Linked DNA regions of Zea mays: region 1 is linked to region 2. The links are chromatin contacts, called in public Hi-C maps. All regions are on one chromosome and are shown on one strand. Each heading gives the region's core, a stretch centred on a gene start, on an enhancer-like site or on the middle of the called end of the contact. The rest is flanking DNA. Distances are from core to core; before and after follow the strand shown.

What was found. A called contact is a pair of places that touch in the nucleus more often than the background predicts.
Region 1: a Hi-C map of bundle sheath shows a contact between it and region 2, with 2.6 times the contacts expected there. The contact joins the enhancer-like site here to the promoter of LOC103629223 in region 2. A contact is called at or near these places in 5 of 25 Hi-C or Micro-C datasets (bundle sheath, endosperm, leaf and 1 more).

The regions. Positions count from the first base shown.
Region 1 is chr6:42,535,141-42,542,379 of Zm-B73-REFERENCE-NAM-5.0, reverse strand. No RefSeq gene overlaps it. Among protein-coding and RNA genes, the nearest start is that of LOC103629223, 82 kb to the right of the region's middle. Within about 2 kb of position 4,954, at least 18 of the 20 cell types and tissues checked have an H3K27ac peak or open chromatin away from gene starts, as enhancers often do. A contact at or near this core is called in bundle sheath, endosperm, leaf and 1 more, where this site is marked.
Region 2 is chr6:42,455,076-42,462,405 of Zm-B73-REFERENCE-NAM-5.0, reverse strand. It overlaps LOC103629223 (translation initiation factor IF-2), which reads left to right and starts at 5,719. Exons shown (of 2, transcript XM_008650400.2): 1 at 5,719-6,208; 2 at 7,208-7,330. The coding sequence starts at 6,104.

The DNA.
Region 1 (7,239 bases), core at 3,705-6,204, 81 kb before region 2:
TCGTCGTCTTCACCCTCGTCGCCGCCGTCCGAGTCCTCCTCATCCGAGGAGTACTCCGACTCATCCGAGCCTTCGAGCCCGGAGCGCTCGACGGCCCGGATGTACGTCCAGACCTCCGCGGCTATCCCCTGGGAGTCGTCCGAGTCATCGGACGACGCCGGGGGAGAGACGGGAGCCGGAGACCTCTCGGACTCGGAGGAGAACTCCTCCTCCGAGTATTCCGAGTCACCGAAATCCTCCGATGGAGGAGTCGGCTCGCGCTTGCGCTTGTTGTTCTTGCCCATGGCGGAAGCAGACAGAGGGGAGGAAAAGAAGGCAGTAAGGAGCAGCGAAGAGATGTGAAGAAACCAGAGAAGCAAAGGGGTTATTTATATAAGGGAAAGGCAACCGCTCACTTCTAACCGCGGTCACTGAACAGTCGCAAGGCATTCAATAAGCACTTCCACCCATCTGAAGACACGTCAGACGGCGGACGCCGTTTCATGCAACACTACACCCATTGGGACTCCAGTCAACAGCGCAAAGGATATGATTACACTAGCCGTCCCATCGCATTACTACTCAGAGGCAACCGGCTAAAACACTCAGCGTACCAAGCCGTCCCTTGCCCACACCCATTGGGGGGGGACGCCCAGGAATTATCAGTATATTTTTCAAAACGGTCACATCCGTGCAGGGCATGCAGTGAATACCTCAAGACAAAAGTGAGATATCAGTAAGGATCAGAGGAAAGCCAAATATAGCCAGCAAAGTACAAGATATGACCGACAGAAGCGACGTGAAGACTAGACAGAGAACGTCCGTCAAACGTCCAATCAATCGCAGAAGCAAATAAATTGCACTACCTAGCAAGATATGGATGGATTGCAAACTCGGCTGCTAAAGACAAAATATACGCTGACCTTTGCAGCAAAATATTGATGACATAATGCTGACCTCCAAAGCATAATGCAAAATAGCCTCATGTCAGTTTCCACAAGCGAAAGGAAGACCTTCGAATGGATTATCCTTAAAAAATCCATTTGAAGGTCGGGGGCTACACCCATTGGGTGCACCTCCGGTGCACCCCATGGAATATTATTCTAAACCAATATAGCGCCGACTTCTAAGGCGTAGAGCAAGATCGAAAAGACTAATCCTCAACCGAGATGCAGGAGCGCGGATGGAGATAACCTTTGGAAGAAGACCTTCGAGTAGATTATCTTCTAAAATCTACTCAAAGGTCGGGGGCTACACCCATTGGGTGCACCTCCGGTGCACCCAATGAAGTCCAGAGTCTTACAATCCAAAATGCCGACCTCTAAGGCACAAGCACAAAACCAAACTTTGGTCGGACGAGTGATCAGAGCCAGAGAAGACGGCAGGAAGTCATTTTTTGGACCTTGGATCTTTGAGTTGATTACCTCTAAATCAACCCAAAGATCGGGGGCTTGTGGGGGATAGATATCCCCTGGGTCCACTAAAGAAGTAAAAGGCCTCACGAAAGGCCCAAGGGCCCGATAATTCGTAAGGTCATTCTTTCGTGGGCCTAGGGAAAGACAACCAACAAAGAAGACGTGAGACTGATTAGTGCAAACCCAAGCGGCCCACAACGTCGAACAAATGAATCACAACAGAGACCTGACTTTCCCGCGTTGAAGCCCCCATGCAACAGAGCCATGCGAGGATAAGTCGGCGAGGGGTACGTAGGGATAAACTCAAGAGGTTCACTATCTTTTAGCTACTTGTTGTTATCATATTCACGTGTACTGCCCCACGGTCGAGTATATAAGGCCTAGGGGGCACCCCTTCAGATGGATCGACCCTGTTCTACTTAGCCACCCACATAAACTCTCTGCACCCTTTATCCAGAGAACCCTCTTGTAACCACGCTCGTATACTCACCAGGACGTAGGGTGTTACGCATTTCTAAGCGGCCCGAACCTGCAAATCTTGTCCATTGTCCCTCGTGCGACCGGCACGAACCATTTTGCTACAGTCGTTGACACCGTCCTACTCCTAAAAACACCTTGAGGGGCAACCCCGGGTGTGCGGTCGGACCCAAAACACCGACAGTCGCACGTCTTGCTGCCTAAAGAGAGCGCACACACTCCAAAACCTATCGAAGATCGCCAGCTTTGTAACGAATTCTTTTTATGCTATGTTCGATAACTTACTCATCCATTTTATTTTAAACGTCCCCTATAAACTATATAATCTATCGTATAAAACAGGGATCCGCACGGCCATATACACGATCTACCTCTTCAACGGATCCCGTCTAGTCCCTATTTCAAACCACAATTTGCAAATAATGTTAAATAGTATCATCTCCTAAAATTTGCCGTATAGCTAGGTACTCCAGTTGTGTGTACGTACCAGCCTGATCAGCCGGCTGCCAGGTACGGTGGTCCAGCGGTGGGAGCAGCAGACAAGGCGACGTGCAGGAGATGGAGCAGGAGCACTCCATTTAATGCGTGCATGCGTGATCGGTGATCGTATATATCAGACCAGCCTGCGTGACCCTTATCCAAAAATACAGAATAACGAGTTTAATAAATATGTGGCGGCAGATGCGCATATCCCTGGTGGTCCATGCATGCACGCATAGTACTAGCTGCCTACAGCACCTCATTATAGGTCTCCATTCAGCATTCGACAAGCTATCGCAGAAATAAGCCACTTAGATTAATGGTGTTCAGTAGTTAGCTAAGGAGTGTTTGAATGTACGAAATGTAATAGTTAGCTGCTAAAATTAGTTGAATACATTCAAACTATTTAATAGTCTATAGCTATTAGCTACTTTTAGTAAATTATAGCTACATTTTATTAGCTAGCTAATTCCACTAATAATTTTTAGTCAACTAGCTATTAGCTCTAGTGGATGAATGCACTAGAGCTAATAGTTAGTGGCTAAAATTAGTTGATACATCCAAACACCCTAGCTAATAGTCCAGCTATTAGCTATTTTTAGTAAATTAGTTAATAGTTAGTTAGTTATTTGTTAGCTAGCTAATTTCACTAACAATTTTTAGCCAACTAACTATTAGTTCTAGAGCATTCAAACACCCCTAAGTGTGGAGACCAGATATATATATGTCATGTTTGGTGTCTTTAGTCACCAGACTAAACTTTAGTGACACTAAAGTAATCCGTTTGGTTTCTGTGACTAAACCTGACTAAAGAGCGTTAATTGGTGTGAATAATGATTGTATTATCCCTATTAATTAGTGGAACCTGCTGCGCTTAGAAAGAGGAGAGGGTAAGTGAGGTAAAAATACTACTTTAGGCCCTTTTAGTCACGATCTTGGTGACAAAAAACCTAAAATTTAGTCACTCTATTTTAGTCATCATGTTTGCTTCTTTAAGGACTAAAAGTGACTAAAATTTTGTCAATAAAGTTTAGGGAGTATTTGAATGCACTAAAAAACTAATAGTTAGTGGCTAATATTAGTTGAGACATCCAAATACTCTACCTAATAGTTCAACTATTAGCTATTTTTAGTAAATTAGTTAATAGTTAGATAACTATTTATTAGCTAGCTAATTTCACTACCAATTTTTAACTAACTAACTATTAGTTCTAGCGCATTCAAACATCCTCTTAGCCAAACCAAACCAAACGGGGCCATGGTCGTCTCCTCGGACTCTCTTGCTCGAGTGTCATGGATTCCTACTACGCGCTAGCTAGCTAGCTCTAGCTCGAGTATATATCACCGATCAACCGCTTCTCTACTAACTACTGTTGAGTGTGTTATTGGATGGACCTCAGTAATTGTTGTTACATGAACCAGACTCCTGTTCGGCCAACAATGGACTGCTACATGTCGTCGTCTGTACTCCTACTAAAGGTCGGTGCTTTAATTAATTAGTCAATACTTCCATATCCCTTTCCCCTCCCGTCCTTCATCGGCTGCATTGCATTGGATGCATTGAATCTGCTGCTGCTGGCATGCATGGTGGTTGGTTCCACTGCATATCTAATGATTCAGAAATCGTCCAGGTGTTGGCCGATGCATGCATGAGAGATTGCCCCTGCTGGCCGGCCCCATGCATCTATTATTAATTGGATGACAATATATATATATATAATTAATTAACATAATATAGTCTCTGGCTTTTAGTAGTATATATATAACTTAATATATATTGCTCGCCCCTTGCTTTCTTCAACGATTGTATTCTACAACAACAGTACATATAGCTTGTTAAAAAATTTGTAAAAAAACGCGTGTACATATAGCTTGTTAAAAAATTTGTAAAAAAAACGCGTGTACATATATTTGTACCTTCCAAGATTTGGTGTTTTTTTGTTGGAGCTAGTACGTGCTACTAGCATATAGTAGTATACAAACAGAATCTCTTCTTGCAGCCCTGCAGGGGCGAATCCGGGGGATTATTAGGATCAGTTGATATCCCAAAACTCCTGTAAATCCTGTAGTAAAACGCTGTTAAAGTTAAAAAAAAAACTTGTCGTACAGCTGACCCTAATGATGATCCCAACAGTTTCCTTGGCTAGATTCGCCACTATTCAATTGTCTTTGGGCAACACTTCAAAATGATTAATTAGCAGCTGGCCAATGATCAGCAACCATCTGTGCGCAGCTGTGCTTAACCAAACTGATCAACTATTAGTGGCAAAGCAAGAGTACATTACTATACACTGACTATATATATATATATATATATATATATATATATATATATATATATATATACCATTCGTCGTATAAAATGAAAATACACGTATATGTATACTTAAGCGGTGGCATGTATATACTGTGTATGTATATAATAAGATCATGTTAATAAGGATCGAAAGGCATTTTTTTTTTTGTTCAGAAAAGGATAAAGAGGTGGGACCATTGGAGGGAGGAGGGTGTCCTGGCCGGCTGGTCTGTCTCCGACGGCCAGTCGCTCGGGGCTGCCGCGTTCCGCGCCGCACGTGTACGAGAGAGCGACGCGTGGACCAATGAATGGAGACGCCGCGGAGGACTGCCGGGCCGGCGCCACACCACACACACATGGACGCCATGTGCGGACCGGGAGAGCGCCGCGGCGAATACGACAACCGCGTCGGGCGCCGCGCGCCCACAGACAATTGCTCTCTCTCTCTCTTTTTCTTTTTCATGGCCTCCTTTACCTTCCGCCATTCTTGACATGATCACTCCTGCCCTGCATGGCTAGCTGCATGACTTGGTTTGATCACAAACTCGAAGTCGATAGATCTGCGGACTAGAGAGGAGTTGATGATGCACACGAGCGGAAGAGACATGCAGAGACCATAGAGACCGCAGCCTCATGCTCGATGGCATTGTTTGTTAGCTTGAAGTGTCTGTATTTTTTTTCTTCAGAATTGTTCTATTCAGTCGAGCAATTTCAAAATTTCAATACCATGCATAAACCTAAAAATATGCTCTAAAAACTTTACATTTCTATAAACCTGCTCCAACATGGAACCTAGTTAGTAGTGCGTACTATAGCATGCATGTAGTAGGTCGGCAGCATGTAGCTGAAACTGAAAATTTGGAGGTTGGTGAGTGGAGGAGTGACATATGGGTACTGTGGGGTTTTCCGCCGCGTCGTCGATCGGCCGGGCACTGTGGCCGCACATGGTCCGCCGACGTTTTGGCGGGTAGAGCCGTTGGGTGGTCGCCGCAGCCCGGAGGGGCAGCGTCGTCGTTGGCGTACAGAAAACCTAAACCCAGGGCCACACACCACCCTGGTCGCCTTGTTCCCCGACGACCTCCGGGTTTTCCTTCCATTATCGCCGCGTTAGTTGCCTATTTCGCTAGATTATCTCTTCGCATGATGTGTTGCTTTGGCACCATGATATATCTACTTTAATCTTCTATACAACTCTACGATAATTCATCGGTTCAAACTTTACAAAAAAACCCACTCAACTGAATCACCCACGCACCCATAATCTTCACTAAAACCCACCAAACAAATTGCACTAGGACTTAACACACCATCAAAATCTACGGTTTAGATCGTTGGATAATCCCTTCGTTCTCACTTACTCACTGAAAACCAATAGACAGTATTATTTGGATCATCCCTCGTCCCTCCCCTCACTAGCATCGCCGCCACCGTCGACCTCTCCCGACGGGATCATAGCGTTAGCACTGGCTATACGCTAGTTTGTTATAAGAAATGGGGTTAGTGGAATGGATGCCATTTTTAGGAACATATCTGGTGCATATGGTAATTTAGTATAAATGGTGTAAATATTAAATCATGACCATTTAACTTAAATCTAACGTCTCTTATTGTCAAGTATATTTAAAAAAACACATTTCACCACTACCCTTCATTACTTCCACCTTATTACTTCCACCTTACCTGAAGGGTGTTTTTTTTTGCAAAACATACATGAGAATAAGGGACGTTAAATCTGAGGTAGGTAGTCATGATTTAATATATGCACTATATACACCAAAAAATTGCTTTATACCATTTTTCATAATGTCGGACGTGGCAAACCGAAAAGAAATAAATTTATTATGGTGTGTCTAAAATTATCCTAGCAGAGCTGCTAATTTAGATGTAAAAGCTAATTTAGATGTAAGTTTACGATGTCATTTTTAAATTATCTTTTGTCGTGTCTGTTGGTATCTCAAGGCTATGGTACCCACGCCTACTGGGTCAAGGCGGGACCCATGTGGCTATCATTAGTCGCATAGCCACAAGTGGTCCGCCCTAGCTCAGAGTATAGGCTCGTCCGACGAGGCTACTGCCTCAGATGGAAGCCAACTTCCACGTGGGCTCTCTTGATCCCTAGCTGAAGGGTCCCAGAGCCGCCACGTATCCCGAGAATAAGGACTCTCTACAGCTACGCTCTGGGGCCAGACCCCCATGGTGTAGTCCCGGACCACCGCCCTAAAGAGGTCTAGTGTTGTCACCTATTCGGGCCAGTGCCAAAGGAGCCCGGACTCCCCTGAGTACCTTCTGGACCCCGACTTAGGGTGGTCTGGAGCTGCCACATCTGCGTGTACTTCTAGATGTTGCCCCTGCTCAGGTGACGACCCGGTGGTGCCATGTGTCTTATGGAGCGTGACGCAAGCCGTCGGAAAGAACCTGACGTAAACCTCCGGCAGGGGGCCACCGACGTTCAAGGCGGGGCAGAGAGCGTGGCTATTCACACCAGGGTTAGGTGGCACGCACTTTGAAAGGGAATTAGGCTTACACCTTTTTCCTAATTGATTTTGGTGGTTGAATTGACCAACACAAATAATTGGACTAACTAGTTTGCTC
Region 2 (7,330 bases), core at 4,470-6,969:
TCACAAAAGACACGCGAGTTATCCCGTGGTTCGGCCAAGTACAACACTTGCCTACTCCACGTTGTGGCGTCCCAATGGACGAGGGTTGCACTCAGCCCCTTTCAAGTGATCCAAGGATCCACTTGAATACCACGGTGTTTCTTTCTTTTTACTATATCATGTTCGCGAGGAATCTCCACAACTTGGAGCCTCTCGCCCTTACAATGAGATGATCACAAAGAAGCACGGATGTAAGAGAGGGAAAAGCAACACACACAAGTCCACAACAATACGCAAACACACAGCCAAGACTTGAGCTCAAATGAATAACACAAGGTTCACCACTAACACGGAGCTCAAATCACTAAGAATGCCAATTGAGTGCGCAAAGACAGAGTGTGAATGATCAAGAATGCTTTAGAGTGTGCTTGGTGTACTCCTTCATGCGCCTAGGGGTCCCTTTTATAGCCCCAAGGCAGCTAGGAGCCGTTGAGAGCATTCTAGGAAGGCAATTCTTGTCTTCTGTCGACTAGTGCACCGGACAGTCCGGTGCACCACTGGACACTGTCCGGTGCAGATCTCTTTCCTATTCTGACGCAGCCGACCGTTGAAGATTTGGAGCCGTTGGCGCACCAGACACTGTCCAGTGCCCCCATCAGACCGTTGGCCCGGCCACGCGTCACGTGCGGATAGCGGCCGACCGTTGGCTCACCGGACAGTCCGGTGTACCACCGAACAGTCCGGTGATTTTTAGCCGTACGCTATTGACTTGATTCCCGAGAGCGGCGACTTCGCCGCAGCTGACTCACCGGACAGTCCGGTGCACCACCGGATAGTCCGGTGATTTATATCCGTACGCCGTCGTCGAGACCCGAGAGCAGGCAGTTCACCAGACGCCAGCCTGGCGCACCGGACACTGTCCGGTGCACCTAGACTGAAGCTGTCTTTAGCTGCACACTGTCAGCTCTTTTTCAAATTGTTTTCTCCTGATTCTAGCACTTAGACAAATATGTTAGTACACAAAAACCAATGTACTAAGTCTAGAATCATACCTTTGTATTGATTTGCACTTTGTCCACCATTTGTCATAGTTTAACACATGACCATTTGTGTTGGACACTTAATCACCAAAATACTTAGAAATGGCCCAAGGGCACATTTCCCTTTCAATAACCTATATACAAAATGTGCTTTATATTGTTATAAGAAAATATTTCATAATCCATTTGTGATCCTAGCCATACATAAATTTTGTTATTTTAATTTAGTTGTTTCACTTCTCCATTGCAAACATCAATATCATGCAGACTTCGATATATGTCATGATTTGCATGGTCTCATGATTGGAGAGCACGTGCCACACCGGTAGAAGTTCCGTCGTACATCGTTAGTCATCAGACACGCACCACCATACACACTTGCTTAAACAAAAAATGCAAGTGTGTGTTTGAGAAGAGAATTAAAGGCATGCCGGCACAAAAGCTACCACGACGATGGCGAGTGGTCATTGTTGTCGGTCCTCCTCTGCTCACCTCCGGCGCCGAGATGACGCCACAATCCTTGATATAGTAGTCGTCGAACGCGCGCGACATGGTGAGTATCGGTGACTCTTGAATGAGCTGCCAAATGAAGTGCACCCCAGGCTCATCAGCGAGGTAGTACACCTGGTCGTTGCACCACCGGATGTGCTACTCCTCTACATACATCTTGTTCGAGGACACTCAGACAACAGCAACAATGGTCGTCATCCCAACGCACAAGAATTCATGGCCGGTCAGTAGCGACTTATGTGGCAGGTTGGGCTTCAGGTGGATGATGAGCTGAACAGCGTGATGGCGCCGTCATCGGTTGCGGTGCCTAGAACAACCCGAAAGTCGTCGGCATTGGCGACGACCATGAGGTCCCCATGTTTGACGATGGACAGCGCGGTGCATGGACCACGTAGGACTGCTTATAGAGGTCGAACTGGCAGTCACCAAGTTTCTTCTCGTCGTCGATGAACGACGCCAACGCGAGCGCCTCGTGCTAGTGGTGTTTGTTTGGGGTTTTCAAGTAAGAAACATGGATTCATCTTTGGCATTGGTTTATGAAAATGACTTATAAGTCAGATTCATGGAAAATATTATGGAGAATAAATGTCACACATGCAAAAAAAAAGAATTTAAGTTGAAAATATTATTCAAACAAAAAAATTGCATGCAAGTCTCTTCTTTTGAAATACTACTTCCTCAATCCAAAAATATAATTTAATAATCTCGATGATACTTATCTACTACTACACATTGTGCAGGGGTAGCAGGTGGGCTTCGGGAGAGATGTAGTATATGTTTTTACTATAATAGATGTAGACATAAACACACATGTGGTGTAGTGGTAGCTATGAGCACATTTACTTGAGGGGTCGCGAGTTCAATTTTAGCTAGGCATGGGATGTACGTGGTTACTGTCTTAATAAGTTGTCGAGTGTCAAAAAAAAAGACAAAAACACTCGGCAAAGAATATGACACTCGACAAAAAGCCAAATTCCGGTAGTGGATGTTACTTTAAAACTATAGAGATTTACCCTATCAAAAACTGTTTTTTTTTTCATGGGTAATGGTCGTCGTGTATTCGAAGCAGAGAATGTAAAGAAAAACCTACTAAATAAGACTAAATTAATTTACCTGACCCTAAAATACACTTGTTTTAATTTAGGAAAGATTTCAAATGGCACAAAGTGCATTTAAATAAATAAATTTAGATGAAGGGAGTACACATGGGTGCATGCATGTCCAGCCAAAGGCGACCGTGAGTGTGATGACTGACTGTGACTGATGAGGACACGCGGCAAACCATACATATCCCATGATTAAATAAATATAATATCCTCGTTAAGCGTACCTGGACAGCGTACAACAAAAACATGTATATACAAACGTACTGTACTAGTTTATCTTCGGATGATATATATACACTACTATATTACCATGTTTAATTAGTTTGGGTCTATTATTATTGGAATTTCTCGCTGCTGGTTTCCTTACATTGTTTTTATGTAACCGGCCGGGAATGGACAACGATGTCCACTGTCCTTTATGCAACTATACAAACGGATTACATTTTTTTTCTCGGTAAGCACCGTTTTTTCGGTAAAATTTATCGTTACCGGTACTCACCCAGAAACGAAAATCGGTTCGGTTTTTTTTTTGTTACATGTAGATATAAAAATGACGTCTACACTACACCGAGTGCTCCTACCGGTATAGAGCACACAAGGAAGGCCGAGTCGATGTTCACACCGCTTTTGCGACACAGGTTCCATTTTCAAAACACACGCACCGCACCGCACGGCGCGGCGCATGCAGCTCAAGAACACCAGAGAAGAGAAGAGAATTACGCCTGCCAACCATGCAGAGCCGGGCATTTATTAATTAATTGCTGGCAAATGCGGGAAGGAGATTGCAGACGACACGCACGCGCATGACCATTCCAGCAGAGAAACCCGAGCCACTGCCCCATGTCAATGTGCTGCTGCTCGCTGATCGTCCTTCGAATTGTAAACTTTGCACGGGAGCTGGTTGGCTGGGTGAGTAAATGCCATACCCTGAAATTCTCTAATAATTCGATAGGGAAAATAGTTAATACAAAAAAATTCGAATAACTTTAAAATTTTGCTACGCCCGTACGTATGTGGACTTTCATTCTCATCGATTGACGTGTAGGGTCAAATTTGTCGGAGTCATCTTCTATCTGGTCCCTAAACTCAGCTGTCATGGTTTTTCGAAGGTCTAATATGATGACTATAGAAGTAGTACAGATATGGCAGAGATATTACCAGAACAGAAGAGACAAGTCTAAAATTCTAAATAGATAGGACAAAATCCAACCATAAAGGCAGAGTTCTAGGCAAATAGAACACGATTCTAATAGATAAGTAAGACACATTTATAATTATGGAAAGAGTTAGATTTTCATATAACTAGGTTACCGGATTAGATCTATCATGTACGTACTCGCATTCGCCTTTGTAACCACGCCCCCTCTTCTTGAACTATATAAGGAGAGTCGGGGAACCCTAAGAGCGTAGATCCGCAAACCAAACACATAACAGATCATTAGCCGCCAAAAACATTGGGGGCGTAGGGTATTATCTCACGACGGGAGCCCGAAACCGGTGTGTTTTACCTTCAATTCTCGGTCTCGCGACCTACCCCCATAAATCCACTATCGAGAATCCTCGACAGAGGGATCTAAAGACCAACCCTGTAAAGACTCTAAGCAATAGGAGTTTGCTTTAGAAGGCAAGTTGTGTCTTTGATCAACAAAATAAAAAGTGCGAAAAGTTATAGCTCAATTTTATCCTCAGTAAGCCTTACACTACACTTTTCATTACACACTTGCCGGGTACCGGCTATAAAAATACCCATTCTTGCTGAATTTGCTGCTCAGAATAAGGTCAAATAGGAGGGAAGACTACTATGAAGAGTTATATGTCGTAGTCGCTTCGGTCAACCTACGCGTGGCTCGTCATCGAAGTTATCCTCGTCGTCGTTTAGTTTCTTTCATTTAGTTATTTTTAAATATATTTCATTTAAATAGTAGGGAAAATAATTAATACAAAAAAATTCGAATAACTTTAAAATTTTGCTACGCCGTACGTATGTGGACTTTCATTCTCAGCGATTGACGTGTAGGGTCAATTTGCCGGAGTCATCTTCTATCCGGTCCCTAAACTCAGCTGTCATGGTTTTTCGAAGGTCTAATATGATGGCTCTAGAAGTAGTACAGATATGACAGAGATATTACTAGAACAGAAGAGACAAGTCTAAAATTCTAAATAGATAGGACAAAATCCAACCATAAAGGCAGAGTTATAGGCAAATAGGACATGATTTTAACAGATAAGTAAGGCACACTTATAATTATGGAAAGTTAGATTTTCATATAACTAGGTTACCGGATTAGATCTATCATGTAACCTACTCGCATTCACCCTTGTAACCACGTCCCCTCTTCTTGAACTATATAAATAGAGTCGGGGAGCCCTAAGAGCATAGATCCGCAAACCAAACAACACATAACAGACCATTAGCCACCAAAAACATTGGGGCGTAGGGTATTATCTCACGACGGGAGCCCGAACCGGGTCTAAATCTTGTGTCTCTTGTGTGTTTTACCTTCAATTCTCGGTCTCGCGACCTACCCCCATAAATCCACTATCGAGAATCCTCGACAGAGGGATCTAAAGACCAACCCTGTAAAGACTCTGAGCAGTAGGAGTTTGCTTTTGGAAGGCAAGATATGTCTTTGACCAAGAAAATTAAAAATGCGAAAAAGTTATAGCTTAATTTTATCCTCAGTAAGCCTTACACTACATTTTTCATTACACACTTGCCGGGTACCGACTATAAATATACCCATTCTTGCTGAATTTGCTGCTCAGAATAAGGTCAAACAGGAGGAAAAACTACTATGAAGAGTTTGAAGAATTATACCTTGTAGTCGCTTCGGTCAACCTACATGTGGCTGGTCATCGAAGCCATCCTCCTCCTCGTCTAGTTTCTTTCATTTAGTTATTTTTTAAAGATATTTTATTTATATAATAGAGTTTATGACATTGGTTTCTAGACACTAGACGGTGAGTCATCATATATGTGTGAAAATGATCATGTCGCACATACGAGATGCGTTGAGATGCGTTTAGAGTATATATGTAGCATAGTGTTCTGCGAGTGGTGCCGAAATGTACAAGGTGCCGGTGCTTGGGGTTTCAAGTTTGTAGTGCAGGCAGGATTGAGGCTTCTCGCAGGTGATTTTGCACTCCTGCCAGACAAAGGCTCTCCCTTTGGAAAGTAATCCATAGTATGGAAATTTTATTATACCCCACCTGAGTACCTGGCCTGGCCATATGCATGCAAAACTGACCAGAGGTGCCGGCCTTGAATGGACGAAGAAAAGAAATAAGGAAAACGATGAAACTTTGTCCATATAGTTACTATATATATATATATATATATAACTCTCTCTCGTCTTCGCCGCTGCTCCCCCCTGGCTTCCTCATTCCCTCCCTAGCTAGTCTCTCTCTTCCGCTCCTCTTCCCGCAGGCCGCGTACGGACGCCAGCGGCGATCAAGTGCGCGCGCGCGATGGCCATGGAGCTCCCTCTCTTCCTCGGGGACGGCCCGGACGCCGCGCTCTTCTCCTCCCTCTGGCCCTCCTTCCTCGACGACCTGCAGCAGCCCCCGCAAGAGGTACTCTCTTCTGTTCTTTTCTTCTTTTTTTTTTCTTTAGCCGGCCATCATTCTCTCTCTAGATTACTCCCTGTGCCGCCGCCGCATTTCTCTGTCCTTCTTCTTGGCCGGTAGCCGGCGGCCGTCACGGGACGGGGTGGGGCGACGCCGCTGCGGCACGGCCGCCGCAGGGGATCTCACCTCCCCGCACCGCCCCACCCCGCGTCGCATTTACTAGTGCTAGCTACCGCGGTCAAAGGCGGGTTAGGCAGGCCGCCGGCGAATTAGGAGGCGGTGCTGCTGCGCTCCGCCTCCATCCGCGCGCACGACTTGACGCTTGTTTAGCGTGGTGGAATTCTTCTCCTCCCTCCCTAATCTCTCTCTTTGTGTGTGTCTCTGTCTCTGTATGTCTCGCATGGTCTTGCATGTTCGGCTCGCCTCTTGGAAAAACCGCGTCTTCTTCCTCCTCTGACTTGTCCTTCCGTCTGGTTCGTTTCACATTTACTCTGTTGTTTTTTTTTCTTTTCCAACCGAAAGAAAAAGAAAAGAGGGAGAGAAAGAAACAAAAAGCTTGGCACTGGTGTTCAATGATGGTGTGTGTTCTGCCTTGGGCCCCCGCGTGTGATTGTGATTCGAGACGTTATTTTTTCCTCCTTTTTTGAGCGAAGCATGCCTGTTTTGCTACAAAAGAAAAGGTTATGTTTTTTTTGGGGGGTAAGGGTGGAGAAGAGGATGAGGAGCCCAGCACCAGCATGGGGCAGCATGGCCGCATGGGGTGGATTTGGACTCCCACAAGTCTCCAACGGACTTGAGTAGCCGTGGTGGTTGTATGGCGCAATCATTTGCAGGAATCCAAATCATTCGATCGTGCTGCCATGTAGTATGTCTCTGTTCACCCCACCACCTTGTGTTCCGCGACGCCTCGTTCCCTCTGTTGGCAATCTCCAAGCGGCCATGGAGACACTACTAGATTTTCGATTGTTTTTTTAACGCTGCAAACTGTTTGTGCACTCGCAGCAGAGCGTGGCGGAGCTGAAGCAGGCGCTGCTGGCGACGACGCTGGAGCTGGAGGCGGCGAGGGAGGAGCTGAGGCGCAAGGAGCAGAGCATCGCCAAGCTGGCCGGCCTGGTCCGCGAGGTGGCC